3 separate regions of the Mus musculus genome follow, and regions 1 and 3 are each linked to region 2. Evidence: chromatin contacts called from public HiChIP or PLAC-seq data. All regions are on one chromosome and are shown on one strand. The core of a region is the stretch at or near the end of the contact, and the rest is flanking DNA. Distances in the headings are between cores, read along the strand shown.

Evidence for each region. HiChIP or PLAC-seq counts read pairs in DNA pulled down with a chosen protein or histone mark.
Region 1: a BATF HiChIP or PLAC-seq map of CD8 T cells shows a contact between it and region 2, with 13 read pairs. The contact joins the promoter of Arhgef18 here to the enhancer-like site in region 2. A contact is called at or near these places in 3 of 484 Hi-C or Micro-C datasets (nephron progenitors, pro-B cells and trophoblast stem cells), 2 of 115 datasets of contacts at active chromatin or transcription factors (CD8 T cells and memory CD8 T cells) and 3 of 9 other capture datasets (adipose tissue, liver and pancreatic islet).
Region 3: a CTCF HiChIP or PLAC-seq map of pro-B cells shows a contact between it and region 2, with 2.6 times the contacts expected there. The contact joins two enhancer-like sites. A contact is called at or near these places in 2 of 39 promoter capture datasets (both in liver), 3 of 15 datasets of contacts at CTCF or cohesin (CD8 T cells, large pre-B cells and pro-B cells), 8 of 484 Hi-C or Micro-C datasets (the C10 cell line, the G1E-ER4 cell line, bone marrow-derived macrophages and 4 more) and 8 of 115 datasets of contacts at active chromatin or transcription factors (the 230-238 cell line, CD8 T cells, the HPC-7 cell line and 5 more).

The regions. Positions count from the first base shown.
Region 1 is chr8:3,352,107-3,354,806 of GRCm38.p6, forward strand. It overlaps Arhgef18 (rho/rac guanine nucleotide exchange factor (GEF) 18), which reads left to right and starts at 1,331. Exons shown (of 29, transcript NM_001370668.1): 1 at 1,331-1,624. The coding sequence starts at 1,621. It overlaps Gm30369 (a long non-coding RNA gene), which reads right to left. Exons shown (of 5, transcript XR_870091.2): 3 at 1,600-1,701.
Region 2 is chr8:3,246,027-3,248,726 of GRCm38.p6, forward strand. All of the region lies in intron 2 of Insr (insulin receptor), which reads right to left. Among named protein-coding and RNA genes, the nearest start is that of Insr, 32 kb to the right of the region's middle. Within about 2 kb of position 1,400, at least 100 of the 459 cell types and tissues checked have an H3K27ac peak or open chromatin away from gene starts, as enhancers often do. A contact at or near this core is called in the 230-238 cell line, CD8 T cells, the HPC-7 cell line and 4 more, where this site is marked.
Region 3 is chr8:3,326,657-3,329,356 of GRCm38.p6, forward strand. No RefSeq gene overlaps it. Among named protein-coding and RNA genes, the nearest start is that of Arhgef18, 25 kb to the right of the region's middle. Within about 2 kb of position 1,440, at least 59 of the 459 cell types and tissues checked have an H3K27ac peak or open chromatin away from gene starts, as enhancers often do. A contact at or near this core is called in the 230-238 cell line, CD8 T cells, the HPC-7 cell line and 1 more, where this site is marked.

The DNA of each region.
Region 1 (2,700 bases), core at 81-2,580, 110 kb after region 2:
GGAGTGAAGATAGTCTATATTCATTCCTATTATTAAGTGTGTATGTGTGTGTGCACATGTGTGCATATGTGTGCGTGTACCTGTATGTGTATTTGTTTGTGTGTGTATATATATGAATGTATATATGCAGGTGGCTGTGGGTATGTGCGTTTGTCTGTATATGAATATGTGCTTGTGTGTGCAACTGTCTGGGGTATGTGTGTTTGTCTGTGTGTGGATATGTGCGTGTGTGTGCATGCAATTGTGTTGGGTGCCTATAGAGGTCAGAAGGGGCACAGGACCTTCTATAGCAGAAATTAAGCAGTTATGAGCCACCCAGTGTAGGTGTTGGGAACTGAACTCAGGTCCTCTAGAAGACTAGCAAGCACTCCTAACCACTGAGCCATCTCTCCAGCCCTGCGCATACCTCTTGCCTTCTATTTAAACCTACATCTAATACCAGGTCTCTAAGGATGGACTTGGAGGGGAGAGGTGGGAGGAGCAGGGGGCCGTTTGGTCCTCTTACAGGTGCAGCAACCCTGAATAGATACATTTTTTCTACTTCTCACTGTTGTTTGCCCTGGTTGCCTAGACTTCCTCTGAAGACTGGGCTGGCCTCAGATTCAGAGGTGCGCCTGTCTCTGCCTGCCCAGTGGGATTGAAGGCGTGCACCACCACATGCACTTATTTTTGAGACAATGTCTCTCACTGAACCTGGAACACTGGATCAGACTGGGTAGCCTGCCCTTCCCTGGGATTCTCCTATCTGCCAGCTCAGTACTGGAGTTCTCACAGGTGGCCTTACCACACCCTGACTTTATTTAGTCAGGTGGGGGTGGGGAACTAAAATCAATTCCACTTGCTTGCACAGCAAGCACTTGACCCTTTGAGCCATTTCCTCGACTGACTTTCTTAGAATGAGTCGCTGAATCTGGTTTGTTAGGAGACTGCCAGGACTCAAGCTCTAACCTTAACAGCTCTGGTAACAGTGCGTTAGTTGAAGAAGTGGAGTTAGCGGTAGTGGCAGTATTTACACCGGGAAAACAGACAGATACCAAGCAGAATGATCGCTGGTAGACATTTACAAACCCAGCGTTCAGCTCCACATGTTTCCATGGGTCCACACACCCACATATGTGTCTGTCCCCATGTGTGTTCCAGCGTGTGTCTGTCTAGAGACATGTGACTTGCATGTCCCATGTGTCTCTGTTTGTGTGCCCGAGTGTTAGGGTGAGGCCCTCACACCCCGTTCCTCTTCAGCAGTTGGCGCCACAGGAAGCTGCCGGGTGGGGGTTCAGTGCTGCTGCCTCCCCTCCCCTCCCCTCGTGGGAGGCTTTACATTCTTTACTTTACTTCCCCGTGACGCCTACGGCAGGTACAGGCTGAGGGTGGACTCCCAGATCCTCATAACCCACCTCCATTTGTTTTCTCCTCTCCTTGCTGACCCCTGCTGCCTGCTGCTCAATATTGATGAAGACAACCATAAAAAGCCGGTGGCTTAGAAAGAGGAAACTGGGCAGAGTTGAGCCACTCTGTGGTTAGCCTGGCTCATGTGTCCCTTGAAACCCTGGTTGTGTGACATGGGAGCTGCAAGAGCTGTTAACAAAGCCAGTTACCTACCTGAGCAAGAATCGGGAACTCATGGGTGAGTGACTATCTTGAAGAGTGGTGGGCACTTCGGGATCTGCACGTCTGAGAGTCTGTGAGGCAGGAGATTGACTCCTATAGCCGGGACACAACAGTAAGAGAGTGGGGCAGCTGTTTGCACTGCAGAGATCAGGAATCCTAAAATGACCCTGGAGGGTGCTGGGGAGATAGCTCAATTGATAGGGTGCTTGCTTAGCATGGGCAAAGTCCTGGGTTTCATCCCCAGCACTGCATAAGTCAAAGCTGGGTGTTGTACGCTGTCAAGCATCACTTGGGAGATGGAGGCAGGAGGATTAGAGGTTTAGGTTATCCTCAGCTACATAGGGAGTTCAGAGGCCACCTGGTCTAGAGGAGACCTATGATGGAGTCTGAAGGAACCTTTTGTAAGCAAAGCCTGTGTGGGGACGGAGGAGTAGGGGGCCAGGGATGAGGGAGGAAGTCTAAGCGCCTTTTCAGCAGGTGTCCGTGTTTTGCCTTGTTCTGTTTTGTTTTGCTTTTGAATCTGGGTCTCACCATGCAGTCCAGGCTTGCCTCCAACTCCCAGCATTCCTACTTGTGCCTCCCCAGTTCTGGGGTAACAGGTATGCACGCATACCACCACACTGCAGCTTGACCTCTTCACCTTTCAAAGCATTGGCTCTGGGGTTTTGTTCAGCCTTGCCTGACACAGACTTGGAGAATCCTGTCTGCAAAGCAAAATTTTAAGGCTGACATCTGCTGAAAAGCCGATCTTTCCAGGTCTTCCAAATGGGGACCACCCTCTGCTCAATAGCCCTCCAGCTGTAGGCCCTTAACCCTGGGGAGTCACTGGTGGCTCCCTTTGTGGCCCAGTTTGAGGAACCTCCCACAACAACTGCCGGAATGGAGTGAGGTGAGGAGGCAGGCTGTGGTTTGTACCAGGCACACCCAAGACTACAGTTTCCTCAGTTTCTGTTGACTTTGTGCACTCTCGGGTGTAGGAAGGCGACCCCTGGAGCCATGTATCAGTGGATTTAGAGCTGACCACTCTAACGGAGGTGGTGAGTTAGGTAGGAGACAGGCTTTGAATGTGGCTCCCACAGGGCTGACCCTCCA
Region 2 (2,700 bases), core at 150-2,649:
TATCAGGGATGGTGCATATTCAAACCACAGTAGTTTGAAAATAGTTTGACTCAGGCATTAGGATACTCTGGAGACAGAATTGGCAGGGTGGCCTGAGTCCACGAGTTCAAGACCAGAAAAGAAACCAAACACGCACCCTCCTGGTTTCATTTCTGTTGCTGGGATTAAGACCACAACAGGAGCAACTTTATTTGGCTCCCAATTCCTGGGGAAATCAATGTGACAGGATTCTGAAGCAACCACAATCCAATCTAGGGACCAACACATACAAGCTGTGCTCAGTTACCTTTTCCATTCTTATACGGCCCCAGAAATGATGCTGCCCACGGCGGTAAGAACTCATGCGATTAAGACAAACCCCCACAGGTCAACCCAATGTAGACAACCCCTCAGTGAGACTCTCTTCCCAAATGATTCTAGATTGTTTAGAGTTAGCAATGAAAACTGACAGATGTCATGCTCCAAAAATAAAAAGTAAATTAATATTAAAATGTTTTAAACCTGATTCTCCCTTCTCTAAAAGAAAAGGCTACAGTATAAACTTATACAACCAAAGAAACGTGTGTGCCATGTCTCTTAGATGCTTTCTGACATTTAAAAATGTGGCCTAGAAAAGTCCAAGGACCAAGCTCAGTGATTATAGGATGTGTCACCAAGTCATGAAGACCTCAAGTTCAGTCCCCACAACTCATAATTTTTTAGGTGATGGAAGAAGGGGGTACCAATCATGACACCAATGTATATACACATACCTACTTATGCATATCCATATGTATGTAGCCATACATCATGCCACACACCTGTGATCCTAAGGATGAAATCAGGAGGTAAAGACTGGATGGTCAGGTATTCAAAGCCAGGCTCAACTGTGCAGTGAACTCAAGGCCACATGAGACTATAACATATACACACAATTACACATGAAAACGAATACAAAACTGGACCCGCCAAGTATAGCTGCCTCATATCTATCTCTGGCTCACAGAAGAAAAAAAAAATGAAGTTGAGGAAAGATGACAGACCCTCAGGGCAGATGTCGGCAATATTGCAAAACCTATTTCCTGCCCCTCAATGCTACTCTTAGTCAAAAACAATAAAAAGAACAGAAGGAACATGGCCTCCAGATGGCAGGTGCAAAATTCCTTATTAGATTTCAAACAAAAACTACTACAGTCATACTTCTAACATGACACAGGCCCATTAAATACAAAGATGAATCACTGTGCCCTTCTAAAGAAAAGTCTGACATCACCTCAAGTCATGCTAGCTTTTCAGCAAGCTCACACTGAAGGCCAGAAATAGACAGGAAGGCCATGGGGGCAGGTGGCCTGACAGGTCACACTCAGCCCTGGGTGAGCGCTCCCAAAACCAGATCATAAAACCACAAACACAAGACAAGAGAAAGAGAAAGTGGTTTTGTAAACACATACCCTGGCAGCCCCACAAAGCCAGGCATCTGGGTGGAGAATTCTTACTCTGTTTACTGGAGAAAATTAGTGTTTTCCCTTGGATGGCTGCATACTATGAATTTCCATTCAGACATCGCCTATGGCTCCTGCTGCTGTGAAATAGATCTCCTGAAATCAACTGAATAGTCAGTTACCCAAAAGCTGCCTGCAATTCTTTAACACAGAATCTCTAGCTCACATACTGGGGCCAGCGCCTTCTCTCCCATAAAAGGACTTTAAAATTGTATGCGGGAAGGGCTACACCGAGGATGTGGCTCAGTAGGCACTTGCCTTCCATGAATGAGGACCTGGGTTCCACCTCCAGCATAATATCAAATTGGGCCTCTCAGTACATAGGTATCATCTCAGTACTCAGGAGGTAGAAGCAGGAAGAATAGTTCAAGGTCATCCTCAGCTATACCCAGTCCTGGGCCAGCCTGAGCTAATAGAGAAAGTCTGAAAAATCCAAACACTAAGCAGGCAGGAGACCTGAGTCCCATCCCCAGTACAACATAATTGTGGGTGTGTGGTGCACACCTGTCATTCCTGTGCCGGGGAAGTGGAAGAGGAGAATCAGGAGTTCAAGGCCAACCTAGGATACATAGAAAGTTCAATAACAGCTTGGGACTCTGTGTCAAATTAAAAATATAAAAAACTTTGTAAAGCACTATCAACTAGAAACCTTGATAATCCATCACACTAATTTAGGATTAGATTGTTTTGTTTTGTTTCAATATTTTATGGACTGTCTCTTTCTTTTTTTTTTTTTTTCTTGTATTTTATGTATGTGTGTTCTGCTGCATGTACACCTGAATGACAGAAGAGGGAGTTAGATTCCTTTATAGATGGTCACGAGCTACCATGTGGATGCTGGGAATTGAACTCAGGACTCCTGAAAAAAAAAACAGCCTTTGCTCTTAACTACTAAGCCATCTCTCCACCCACCAAGGGTGTTTTAAGCAACAATTTGACACAATCTAGAGTCACTGAGGAAGGATGTCTCAATGAGGGACTGTCTACATTGTGTGTGTGTGTCTGTGTGTGTCTGTGTGTCTGTGTCTGTCTGTGTATGTGTGTGTGCTGGGGGTGCGTATCTTAATTTAACTGATGTGGAAAGATCTCACCCATGGTGGGCACCATCGTTCCCTAAGCAGGAGGTCAGAGTATGGTGCAGAGTAAACAAGCATTCTCTCTGTTCTTCCCTGCCGATGTGACTGTTTGAAGTTCGTGCCTTGACTTCCCCCTCAGTATT
Region 3 (2,700 bases), core at 190-2,689, 81 kb after region 2:
TGGTTGTTGGAAATTGAATTTTAGGACCTCTGCTCGCTCTGGCCCAAAGATTTATCTATTGTTATACATAATACACTGTACCTGACTTCAGACACTCCAGAAGAGGGCGTCAGACCTCATTACGGGTGGTTGTGAGCCACCCTGTGGTTGCTGGGATTTGAACTCAGGACCTTTGGAAGAGCAGACAGTGCTCTTACCCACTGAGCCATCTCGCCAGTTCACTATCTGTCTTCTTTATTTCTCATCCTCCATCTTCCTCCTTGACACCTTGACTTTTGAGATCTTTATTCCCACATGTTCAGGTCACAACACCTAGGCAGGAGAAATGGGTGCTGTAAGAAAGCAGGCCAAGCAAGCCTATAAGTTGAGCCTCTCAGTGGCCTGAGCATCAGATTCTGCTTCCATTTCCCACCCTGTCTGAGTTCCTGCCCTCACTCCCCTTGGATGGAGTGTAATGTATAAGTGTAAGCTGAAAGAAACCCTTTCCTTCCCAAGTTGCTTTTGGTCACGGTGTTTCCTCACAGCAGTAGAAACCCTAAGACAGCCTCTAAGAGGGTCTACTCACTGCAGCCTCCAGGAGACAGTGTGTTACAGAGCCTTGCCTCATCTATTCTTAGCTTCTGCTTCTGCAAAATGGGCCACAGAGACCTGACTCTCAGGACACTCACAGAGATAGAGCAAGATATAATGGTATAACCCACATATAAGGCACTCCTTCCAAACAGCCATGGAAAGTGGCTTTAAGTCATGGACATTGAATTATAAGGACATTAAGTTCCCAGTTATATTAAGACATGGTTTTCCTGTTGAGGTTCTTGAGTCTTCTGTGGTTTCCCTGGCAGTCCAGAAACGGCAGAGGGGGTGGGTCCTCAGTCAAGAGTCACAGGGAGTAAGGCTCTGCTGTCCCCAACCTCGAGTAACTCTTGACCTGGGAAACCAGTCCTTGAAGACTCGGGGTTTGTCAAAAACAGTTCCTTGGGGAAAGGATCTTTATCCACTGTGTGTGGGAATATAAACTTTTGCGGCCACTGTGGGGGTCAGTCTGGGGGCCCCTCAAAGGGCTAAAAATAGTACTGCTGTGTGACCCAGCTACATCCTTCCTGCGCTGAGACCCTTCCTCAAAGGAACGAGCAGGGAGCCAGAGGTAATGAGGACACTTAATGCCCACTAATACCCACATCACATAATTGTGCACAAGTTAGCATGCACATACACACATGCACAAGCACACACACACCACATCACAGAGATATTTGTACATCCGTGTTTGTAATGAGCACTCTTGGGAAGAACGAAGCTCAGTGGAAGACTTGCCTCCTTTGATCTGTGGCCATGGGGCATAGTGCCATGCCTATGCAGGTGGCCCTGGGTTCTGTGAGAAGCAAGGCAGGAAGTAGTACTTCCCCAAGGCTTCCGTTTTAGTTCCTGCCTAGGTTCACTCTGTCATGGACTGCAACCTGTAAGATGAAGTAAATCCTCCCCTCCCAGGATCCTTTGGGTCATTGTGCTTATCACAGCAACAGAAAGCAAACTAGTCATGCCATTCACAACAGCTAAGAGTCAGAATCAGGCTAAATGTCCACCTACAAGGAATGTATACAGGAAATACAGTGCATGCCAATTTGGATATGAAGAAGGATGAGTCGTGTCCTTTGTGGGACAATGGATGGAACTAGAAATCCCCATGTTAAGCAAAGACCAGCTCAGAAAACCAAATGTCATGTGTTTCCTTCATAGACGAAATCTTGGTGTGTGTGTGTGTGTGTGTGTGTGTGTGTGTGTGAGAGAGAGAGAGAGAGAGAGAGAGAGAGAGAGAGGTATATGTAAGTCACTCATGTACCACGAATACCATGTGTGGAAGTTAGAGAATCGGGTGCCCACCCTCACTTCTGTGGGGTCCCTCTTGTTTGCCACTGTCTGGTGGCAATCTGGGGCTTCTGGGGACAATCCTGCCTCTGCCTGCCATCTCACAGTAGAAGTCGGGGACTGCAGACTTCGGTTACACTGTTTGGCTGTTAACTGGGTTCTTAAGGTACGGACTCAGGTCCTCAAGGCTAAATGGCAAATGACTTACCCACTGACCCATCTCTCCAGCCCAGCAGTTTCTGGGAGTTGTTCCAATCTTTGTTACAGTGTATTTCCTTTAAGCAGGAAGGTGGGTGTTGAATGCTACTGTGTGTCTCTGGAGGTCAGAGGACAATTTGAAGCAGCTCCTTCTCCCCTTCTACCTGTGGTCCCAGGCGCTCAAGTTAGACCTCATGGCAGTCACCTTTACCCTGTGACCTCCCTCCCTGGTGGTCTTTATCATTTCATTCTTGTTTGTCCTTGTTTTCTTTCTTTCTCTCTCTTTCTCTCTCTTTCTTTCTTTCTTTCTTTCTTTCTTTCTTCCTTCCTTCCTTCCTTCTTTCCTTTCTGTTTCTTTCTTTCTTCCTTCCTTCCTTTGTTTCTCTCTTTCTTTTTTTTTTTTTTTTTTTTGAGACGGGGAGTGGGGGGGGCGTGTTTTCTATGTAACAGCCCTGCTGTCTTAGAATTCACTTTGTAGCATAAGCTGACCTGGAAATCACCTGCCTCTGCCTTCTGAGTGCTGGGTTAAAAGGCATGCACCACCACAGCGGGCAGAAAATTATATAGGAAAAAGATACTACACAGTCCCAAGACTCAGGTGTGGGCTTCTACAGGGTGTCTCATTTAGATGTGTCT